Linked DNA regions of Xenopus laevis: region 1 is linked to region 2. Evidence: chromatin contacts called from public Hi-C data. All regions are on one chromosome and are shown on one strand. The core of a region is the stretch at or near the end of the contact, and the rest is flanking DNA. Distances in the headings are between cores, read along the strand shown.

Region 1 (5,025 bases), core at 1,350-3,849, 69 kb after region 2:
TATGGAGTGAAGACAGACTAAGCACAATCCGTGCTGGTGTGAAATAAAGCTAAATATACCCAGTATTTATACAAAAACACATTTTTCTCCAGTTGTCACGGATGTGTGCCTCTGTAATTGCTTTGCCCATTAAAATGGAATACAGAGTATAACTGTGGCTATAAATAACAGCTATATAATAACTTTATAACAGCAAATTTTTGAAGAAGAAATCTTTGTCACCAAATATTCTGTTTCTGTGTTTTCCAGCCCCAATGGATTAAAGCTGTAGCAGCATAGTACAACTTTCTTAAGAGAAGGAGCGTGGCTTAGCCAACCAGTTGGACTGTCTCAATGTGAGTTTGATAACACTTGTACTCGAAACATGACTGCTAGTTAGTCAATAGAGCTATGATCTTGTTATATTTCATACAGGTATTGGATCGGTTATCTGGAAAAACGTTATCCAGAATTATGGGAAGGACATGCCACATAAACTCCATTGTTATCAAATAATTCTCATTTTATAAAATGATTTCCTTTGCTTCTGTAATAATAAAACTTTGAGTACTTTGTACTTGAGATGTAATTAAACCTTACTGGAGGCAAAACAAGCCTATTGGGTTTAATTAATGTTTACATGTTTTTTTAGTAGACAAAGTAAGGAGATCCAAATAACAGAAAGATTCCTTTTGAGGAAAACCCCAGGTCCCGAGCATTCTGGATAACAGGTCCAATACCTGTATATGAAAAACTTACCCTTTAACCCTGTAAGAGATAAGTAATTTTCAATGTAAAGGGTGTGGGTTAGCAGGGTCTTTTATGTGTGTGCTGACAGTTAGTAACAGTACTGACTGTCAGCGGAACTATTATCTAAAGCAATTACTCATTATGCTGTATAATAATAAGTGCATGGCAGCAACATATCACAAATGACATTCCATCAATTATATTAAATTAATTTATAATAAACTAGTATTGTTTTAAACTTAAAAAACTCTGGATTTTGTGTCCTGTGAGTACATTATATGAATTAAAAATGTATAAGAATGTATAAGAATGCAAAGAATATTCTGAGCACATTAAGGTTGTTTGGTGCTAGGCTGGAAGAATCAGAATCAAAAATGAAAGTTTAACTATAAATTATGGTTCAGCTTGACTTGGTGTATTGGTGCTATATACTGTTAATATGGTCTAATAATATGTGCAGGTTCTGTATATTATCTATAGAGTCTACTGAGAATTAGTAGTACAGGTATGGGACCTGTTATCCAGAATGCTCGGGACCTGGGTTTTTCTGTAATTTGGATCTCCATACCTAAAGTATGGGAAATGGCCTTCCTATAATTTGGAGCTTTCCGGATAATGGGTTTGTGGATAATGGGTTTGTGGATAACGGATCCCATGCCTGTATTATGTTTTAACTTTTCAACTTCAACGTGGGAGCTCCCTTGTTAGATTTACTTAGCAAGAAAACCTGTGTCATTTTTTACATCCAAACCAATACTTATAATGTATTCCTATAATTATTTTATATGTACTGTATGTACTCTAATGTATTGTGTTGTTCAGTACCACCCGTTCTTTCCACTTCCTTGGGTTTACGTCAAAAAGAAAATGAATTGGCTCCCCGTTTATAGTCCAAGCACAGTGCCGAATGACTCCCATACCACAGGGTGCCATTCCACTGTATCACTGTCACATTCTTACAGTGCTGGAATTTTTCTCCTCTGGGTCGTATCTTCATCCATCAAGCTGACTTTAAAGTACCATGTTGTCGGTCACATAAAGAATGAAAAATCGTTGCAGATGTCAACCCATGAAGAACCAAGGTAAATTAGATTAATGCATCTGCACCGCAAAATGGTACATTTGCTTGAGGGAGATAAGGTGACATACAAATAGGTTATGACAGAAATTGGAAGTTAAAAGAAACAAGTGATAGATACAGACAATGAGAGGGATTGGCAGTGAGAAAGTAGGGGGCACAATGATAAAGACACTGTCAGCTGAGGGGAAAGCATGGAAGATACAGAAATAAAAATATGTGTATATCTGTGAGTGTGTTGAGCTGATACAGTTTTTAGTGAAGCCTGTGGGTTACGAGAGGAGGAGAGACAATGTGATTTGAAGTCGGTTGAACACACAAGATAAAAACTGCTGGACCAGTTCATAATCAAATTATATTGAGTAGGAGAATTGGAATGCATTGTTTGGCACAAACTAAAGTCATACTACACTATGGCACCTTTACACCTCTGTGCTGAGGATAGGTGTCGGTATAACTAGCGGAGATGGATGTTTATATGCAAGTCAGTGAGTGTATGCTTGGTCTTTGACCAAACATGGAAAAAAAAACCTTATGTCAATGAATCGAGCACATATTCAACCCTAATTTAACTATAACCATTTTTATTTTTACTAGGATGAGGCACGGTGCCCATGGTTTATGCCCTTTCCAAGACAGTAACAATGGTAGATCCAGACCCAGGGAGTGCTGGAGGGAACAGAAGGACTCAATATATGTTGGTGAAACAGGTCATCTTTCCAAAGGTTTTGTAGAGCTTAAAAACGTCTAATTACAGCACATGCTTTACTAAAGGAGCTGCTTCCCCTAAGGGGAGTTGAGGGGGTGCAGTGTCAGACTGGGGGGATCGAGGCCCACTGTAGCTCCCAACCACAACCCCCCTCAACCCCTTCCAGCACTACTTATTTCTTCTGGTGGCCAGGGAGGTCAGGGAGTTGCTCTAGCAGCCATGAGGATCAAGTCTGGGCCAGTAAGGAACAACTGGGTTGTTTTGCATCACCACTAGCGCAGTCTGACCTTGAGGGGGTGTCTAGAAATTCTCCAGGTCTGTTCATCACAGATGAGTAATGCCATTTATGCCTCTCTTGTTCAATCCCTTGTGCAACCTCCTCACTCCACTTAAGGCTAGGACCAGACATTGCGAAGGCAGAGAATCCGCTCCTCTGCTGCTGCTCTGCTCTCAATGTTCCTGCACCCAAATACCTTGGCTTGGAGCAGGCAGATGCGACGATTTTAGTGTGAAATGCAAAATTACATGTGTTGGCGTTGAAATCCATCATGTCTGTCTGCACTTGAGCTGAGGCAATGTATTCAGGTGCCGGGCAGAGCAGCAGTGGAGTTATAGCCTTATACTGCAGATGTGTAAGGTGATTTATGGCCATGAACCCCATCAGTAAAAACAAAAATTAATGATTATGTACCAACAGAAGCAGTTGTCTCATTACCTCTCTAAAAAATAGTATCATGTATTGAGTGCCACTAGACAAATTCTGTTTTTCTCTGTAAACTAGTGAACCTCAAATCAGTTATATAAAGGGGACTGAGCCTTAAAAAAAATATATATATATCCTAGCAAATATATGTGATACAAATGTAAGGGGAGAGGAGAAACACCCGGGGACAGATTATGAGATTACAAATATTTATATATAGACAGGACGGCAGAAGAAAGAATGTGGCAGAATGAAAGATTAGGACAGAATATGATAGATTGCTGCTGACGGGAAGAATGGAACTGAAATTGATGAATATGGACAGCCTAAGTCATGAAGAATGGGACAGAACATGATGAATATAGACAGTAAAACAGAAAGGGAATGACAGAAAGTGATTGATATAGATACACAGAAAGAGATGGTAAACACTTCATATATATATATATGTGTGTATATAGAATAGGAGAAGGCTTGAGAATGCAACAGGTTAGGACCAGTGACAAAAAGAAAGACAATGAAAGGTGGCTACTGGGGGACAGATCTGTATGGTTTATCAGTTTGTTTTGTAAAAAGTCCTCCAGGATCTTGAGACAATGGCTGGACCCTGATAACAGTGTTTATTCAGATATTTCCCATGCCTTGCTCAGCGACAGCCCAGTAAGTGATGGGCTTCTTATCACACGAGCAAAGCCAACTCCTGTTGGTGTCTACATTGCAAGTGCCATTTTAAGGGCAAAGGCATCCTTTAACTTTTATTAAAATAAATCAAAGCCCATTGGTGCTGCAAATGTTTTAAAACAAAAAATGTAACATTGGTGCCAAAACATAACTATTAAAAAACTAACCAATAGTTTGTATGAGTTGCTCACGAATTTCCATCTTATAGTTGTTATTACCAATTACCAACAATTTGGAAAATAATTTCAGTTATCAATTATTTTAATTTCATATTATCAGTTTATTCAGTGATAAAAATGTCTGTGTGTTATGCTTCTGGAATCGATAGTGGACATTGGTCATGTTAAAGATGGAGATGATATCTCAACCGCTAGACAATTCTGTGGGTTTATTTTGCATAACACCTCTCGATAGACATTGGTCGCCAATTTTGTCATTCTTAGACCTTGCAAAGCAGGCAACATACGTGATTGTGATTAGTGCCAATTTTGTCATGCCGAGACCCTGCCAAATAGTGAACATAGCACAGTTGTGATAGTAGGTGCTCAAAGTTTAGTTTAATTAAGTAAACCAACTCTTATTTTTAGTGTTACGGTATTTCTGGACAGTTCATTATCACACTTTAATGCACTTAAGTAAATGGTTGCCAAAGTACATTCCAACAAGAACCAATATATGCCCATACTGCTGTTGGCCAATTCTAAGTAACTTTTCAATTGGTCTTCATTATTTATTTTTTATAGTTTTTTTTAATTATTTGCCGGCACCTTCTTCTAACTCTCCAGTTTTCAATGGAGGCCACTGATCCCACCTAAAAAAACAAATGCTCTGTAAGGCTACACATGTATCGTTAATACTACTTTTTATTACTCATCTTTAAATTCAGGCCCTCTTCTATTCATATTCCAGTCGCTTATTCAAATTAATACATGGTTGCTAGGGCAATTTGGACCCTATCAACAAGATGGCTGAAATTGCAAACTGGAGAGCGACTGAATAAAAAGCTAAATAACTCAAAAATCACAAATAATAGAAAATGAAAAACGATTGCAAATTGTTTTTAGAATATCACCCTCTATATCATACTAAAAGTTAACTCAAAAATGAACAACCCCTAAGATCAGT
Region 2 (5,226 bases), core at 312-2,811:
CCACAGACTGAAAGAATATCAGGACACTTGCCAGAACCTCAAAGTGTTCTGCAACCCCTCCCTCACCATGTTCCATTGTGAAGTAAGGGATTCTGGGACTTGAGGTCCCTCTGCTTCCCAGAGAATCTCTGCACCACCCACTATGGAAATCAGTGGGACTTCAAGTACCAGAACCCATCACTTCACACTGGAACAAGGTGAGAAAGGCAGGGATATATTACACTGTGAGCCTAAGGGGGGTAGAGAAATCATTTGTACGAGTCAAGGATAGATTATCATGCTTTCCTTCAATACGTTGAAGGAGGTAAACAAATATATTTATATCAATGTATGGAAGTTCAAATAATGTTTATGAACCTTTTCTACATAAAATCTGAAAGAGCTTAAGTCAATGGGGGGGGTATACTTTCTCTTTAACAATTAACTTGTCTACATATGGTGCAATCGATACACATACTTAGATCGTTGTGGCTGTAAAATCCCCTTAAAATAATAATAAATGAGTTTAGTTGGTAACCCGCCATTTAACACAACCTTGAAAAGCCCTTTGACACACAAGCAGAGCAGAGGCTAATGACGATGAGACAAAAGGGTGTGGCTGTATAGTGCCTGAGACCAACGCCAGGTTATTTCTTGTTAATGTGTAACTGAAAGCACAAGTTTTAGTTCATTGTTCATAACGAGGAAATTCTGATATTTCCCCGCATGTGTAATGATCCCAAAACTACACCCTTTCCAATTCAGCTGCCATGGGACGGGGCTTTCCTTTGCTTGCCCCTATCTCTGACGGCAACCTGCTCACCGCTTCAGCAAGACCCGACTCCTGTCAATTTAAAAGTGCATATAAAGGGGCTGTTTACCCGTTAAAACTTCAAGAAATAATGATTGTGCTAAATATACTTTTTTTTTTCCCCATTATATTAATTAAGTTTTTTTTACTTATTCAGTCAAACATGTTTATAATGTGTGAGGCTGATAATACCAGCATATCTATAACCCCATAACTGGCTTGTGCTTATCAGTGAGCGCAGACAGTTACAACAAAGGGAGGGAGTTGTTTGTACAGAGTTCAGAATATCTAGTAAAACAAAAGGAGGCTGAACTTGTCCGGAGCCATACATATTTAATGTTATATACCACAATGCTTATTAAAACAATATGTCAAATGATCTAAAAATAATATATAATAAACCAGCTCCCCCACCATTGTCTTTGGCTTACAGAGAAGGAGGGGGTACAAGAGGGGGAATATTCTTAGACTTGCTATCTATTTAGCACAATTTCTATGCAATTGGTCAGTTCTTAATCATGCCATGGACTTAGTAAGAGAATAACATAAAGCTGTACTTTAAGCTCGCAGTGCTAATATAAACCCCCTGCTCTGACTTCCCAGGCCCACACCAATACACCCAGAACCCACAATAAACTGTCGTCCACGCTATGAGAACTTAAAAATAAAAAGGCTCCTCCCGACCTTTATCACTGCACCTCCAGGGCACCGCTTCTGATCGATCCTAATCTTCCTTCTAGAACCACCTGCACGAGCTGCACTTACTTCCGAGTGTCGCTCCCGTTAACGTCATACCTTTCACCCTGGGTGCCGAACAAGCAGACATCTTAGTTAAGGGCGCGTTTGCCCTTTCAATGGCGGAAGTGCACATGTTGGTTTTTGCCAGCAGGTGGAACCAGAGCTCAGTTTTGGGGTTAATAAGAGGCAGTCAAGCATTGCAGGTAAGGATAACATATCCAGTGCTTGGGTTCCTCTTAGCTATTAAAATATTCTTTATAAGTCATAGTTACATATGTATTGGCTCCCTAGGTGTGTATATGCCTAGGAAAATTAGATTGTAAGCTCTTCTGGTGCGGGGATTGATGTAAGAGATGAATATCACATTTAAAAGGAAAAAAAATATATATCCAGTATATCATTTTGTAGTTAAAAATAATATAAATATATATATATATATATATATATATATATATATATATATATATATATATATATATAACAAACAAGAGAAGAGAAAGTTGTGCTCACCACTAACTTTTAAAACCATTAGGCAAGGGGTGCAATGATATATATATATATATATATATATATATATATATATATATATATATATATATATATATATACACACACATATATATATATATATATATATATATATATATATATAGGCTATTCATGCACAAAATGAATACACCTTGATTTGATAAACATATCCTGGTGTTGAGGGTCTTCTTGAAGAATTTGAATTATTTACCGTGCACCTAGGGAACACGATATCAGCAGGGTGCTGCCCTTGTGAAGATATATATATTTATAATCTCAGGAAGAACCAGCAACACCGGGTTGTTTTTTAGTAGTGAAAAATTGTATTTAGTAAGGCATGCATAGCCAACGTGACATTTCTCCCAGTAGGGACCGAGACGTCACGTTGGCTATGAATGCCTTACTAAATACAATTTTTCACTACTAAAAAACAACCCGGTGTTGCTGGTTCTTCCTGAGATTATACTAAACTTTAACCGTGCAACTGAGTGAAGTCTAGAAGCGGAGTGCCACCCATTCCACAAGTTATATATCAGACCTGGACTGGCAGTCTGTGGGTTCTGGCAAAGGCCAGAGGGGCTGCTGTAAAATGGGCCTCTCTGTAATTTGAATGCCAGGGCCTATTTTGACTCCCAGTCCAGACCTGTTATATATATAAGGATATAATAAGTCACCGGGAGTTCCATGACCATATATATATTTATACAGGTCATGCAACGCCAAGGTTACTTCTAATATCCTCAAATTTTTCAACAAGGGGTACTTTATATATTATAATACACAGGTTGTCATGTGACAAAAATGACATCATTACTCACCGTTTATAACTGATGACATCACTACTCACCGTTTATAAGGATATCATTTACAGCATATTCATGGCTTTTGTGCATTATATACAATATAATTGTTTTTTTAATGTGTGTGTATACTATATATATATATATATATATATATATATATATACACATATATATATTCCTCTAATCATACCTCCCAACTGTCCCGTTTTTCACAGGACAGTCCTGATTTTGACAGCTCAACTTGCAGTCCCGGATTTGTACTGAAATGTCCCCAACTTTGCGTAGCAATCATATATTGATTTGAATAAGAGACCGAAATATGAATAGCGGAGGCCTGATTAGAAAGATGAGTAATGAAAAAGTAGCTTTAAAGGTTCACCTTTAAGGTAAGTTTTAGTATGTTATAGAATGGCTAATTCGGAACAACTTTTCAATTGTTCTTCGCTATTTATTTTCTATAGTTTTTAAATTATTTGCCTTCTTCTTCGGACTCACCCCAGCTTTCCGATGGGGGTCACTGACCCCATCTAAAAACAAATCCTCTGTAAGGCTACAAATTTATTGTTGTTGAAGCTTTTTATTGCTCGTATTTCTATTCAGGCTTCTCCTATTCAAACTCCAGCCTCTTATTCAAATCAATACATGGTTGCTAGGGGAATTTGGACCCTAACAACCAGATTGCTGAAATAAATGGTACTGAATAAAAATCTAAATAACTCAAACATCACAAATAATAAACAATGAAAGCCAATTGCATATTGTCTCAGAATATCAACCTCTACATCATACTATAAGTGAATTCATAGGTGAACAACCCATTGTTAACTGAAGAGACACCTTCTAATTTCAGCACATGGAGTTATTTCTTGCAATTAGTAGTTTGTGGTCTGTGAGCAGACTGATGCCTTGTGTGCCTGTGTATTTTTATTTACATAGTACAAACAATGTACTTTAAAGCCTAATTACAGTGACAGGTTTAGACTAATATACATGAGAAAGGACAGACACAGCTATGTTAGAGTTTCTATGATCCTTTGTGGATTTGGTATAGTAATGGAATTCATCTGGGGAGGCTGTTAAGCATCAGATATCACTCCTGGGTGATTTATTGTTAGCATAGGGTGAATTTGGCCTTAGCCTGGAAAATACATTGTTTTGTTATTATTTTTGTTTATTTATAAAGTAGCAGGCGTTTTCCATGTCGCTGCTCTGAAATGGGATAATACAAGTTATGACATCCAAATGTAAACTGATAAGAGTGATAATATATGGTTCGTTCCAGAAGAGCTTACAATCACTTCCAAAATGGTCTTTAAAGTGACAGCACATGCATGTAGAGGATTACTTTTTCATCAAGTGTCTATGGACTTTGGTGCATGTACAATTAGGCCGTGGCCCCATGAACTTCAGTTACCCCAATCACTCCTATCATAATCCAACCCCTTTAGTAGCCTCATCTGTGATTGTGTGTTAGTTCCATCACACTGTAATTTATCCTTTAAAATGTAAGGAACTTATACTTAACAGAGAAAACATAAAAATCAGAACCCAGGATTTTGTTAATCAACCCAAACATAAAGCTCATTTGGATAAGGGGCTACAGACTTAAAGGAGTTGTTCACCTTTGAGTCAACGTTCAGTATGACTTCCCGCCGGCTAGAATGTAAATCACCGGCACTCAGATCGCTTTGTTTTCTGAAGTTGCCCGAAGTGGTCTCATGAAGAAACTTCGGATGACTTTGGAAAACAAATTGCTCCGAAGGCTTTTCGGGGAGATTAGCCGCCCGAAGAAGCGGAGATTTGTCACTGGGCTCCCCGGAATCTTAGCGTGTGTAACCACCAACATACAACTCCCACCCTCCTCCAGGGAAGACACATCTGCAAGGGCTCCCAGGGCACTGTTAAAATCTGCACCCATCCGTGCTTTACAAGTCCCCTACTGCCAACATCTCCCACACCAGCAGCATAAAAGGGACATCTGCTGCCTAAAGGAGGTAAAACTGTCTCTCTAGCACACACAGAGCCGGAGAACAAAACGGGGCCTACCTCCTCGACAGAAGCCGGGGACTCGAGTAGTAGAGGTATCCGGGACCGACCTGGGGCCTGAACTGCAGGGCAGACTGCTGAGCTGCAGGCAGACTTCTGGCCTGGTGATGTGGGGCACCTCGGTGGAGACTGTGGGCCTAGTGGCGGACAAGATGGCGGCGCAACAGTAGATTGCAACAGCCTCTCCGGATCACAAGGTGCTTTCTTTTTTTTGTGGTTTTTGTGGTTTTCTACTTTGTTTTTTGTGAAGCTATGGACATCGGAACAACTAAAGTCCAGGTCTACATCTACTGAGTGTGCACTGTTTTGTCCTGTCCCTGC

The links. A called contact is a pair of places that touch in the nucleus more often than the background predicts.
Region 1: a contact with region 2 is called in a Hi-C map of the XL177 cell line, with 2.0 times the contacts expected there. The contact joins the enhancer-like site here to the promoter of erlin2.L in region 2. A contact is called at or near these places in 2 of 4 Hi-C or Micro-C datasets (the XL177 cell line and the XTC cell line).

Annotation. Positions count from the first base shown.
Region 1 is chr3L:126,128,857-126,133,881 of Xenopus_laevis_v10.1, forward strand. No RefSeq gene overlaps it. Among protein-coding and RNA genes, the nearest start is that of znf703.L, 32 kb to the right of the region's middle. Within about 2 kb of position 2,600, at least 1 of the 7 cell types and tissues checked has an H3K27ac peak or open chromatin away from gene starts, as enhancers often do.
Region 2 is chr3L:126,060,450-126,065,675 of Xenopus_laevis_v10.1, forward strand. erlin2.L (ER lipid raft associated 2 L homeolog) reads right to left here and starts at 1,562. Exons shown (of 12, transcript NM_001094800.1): 1 at 1,475-1,562.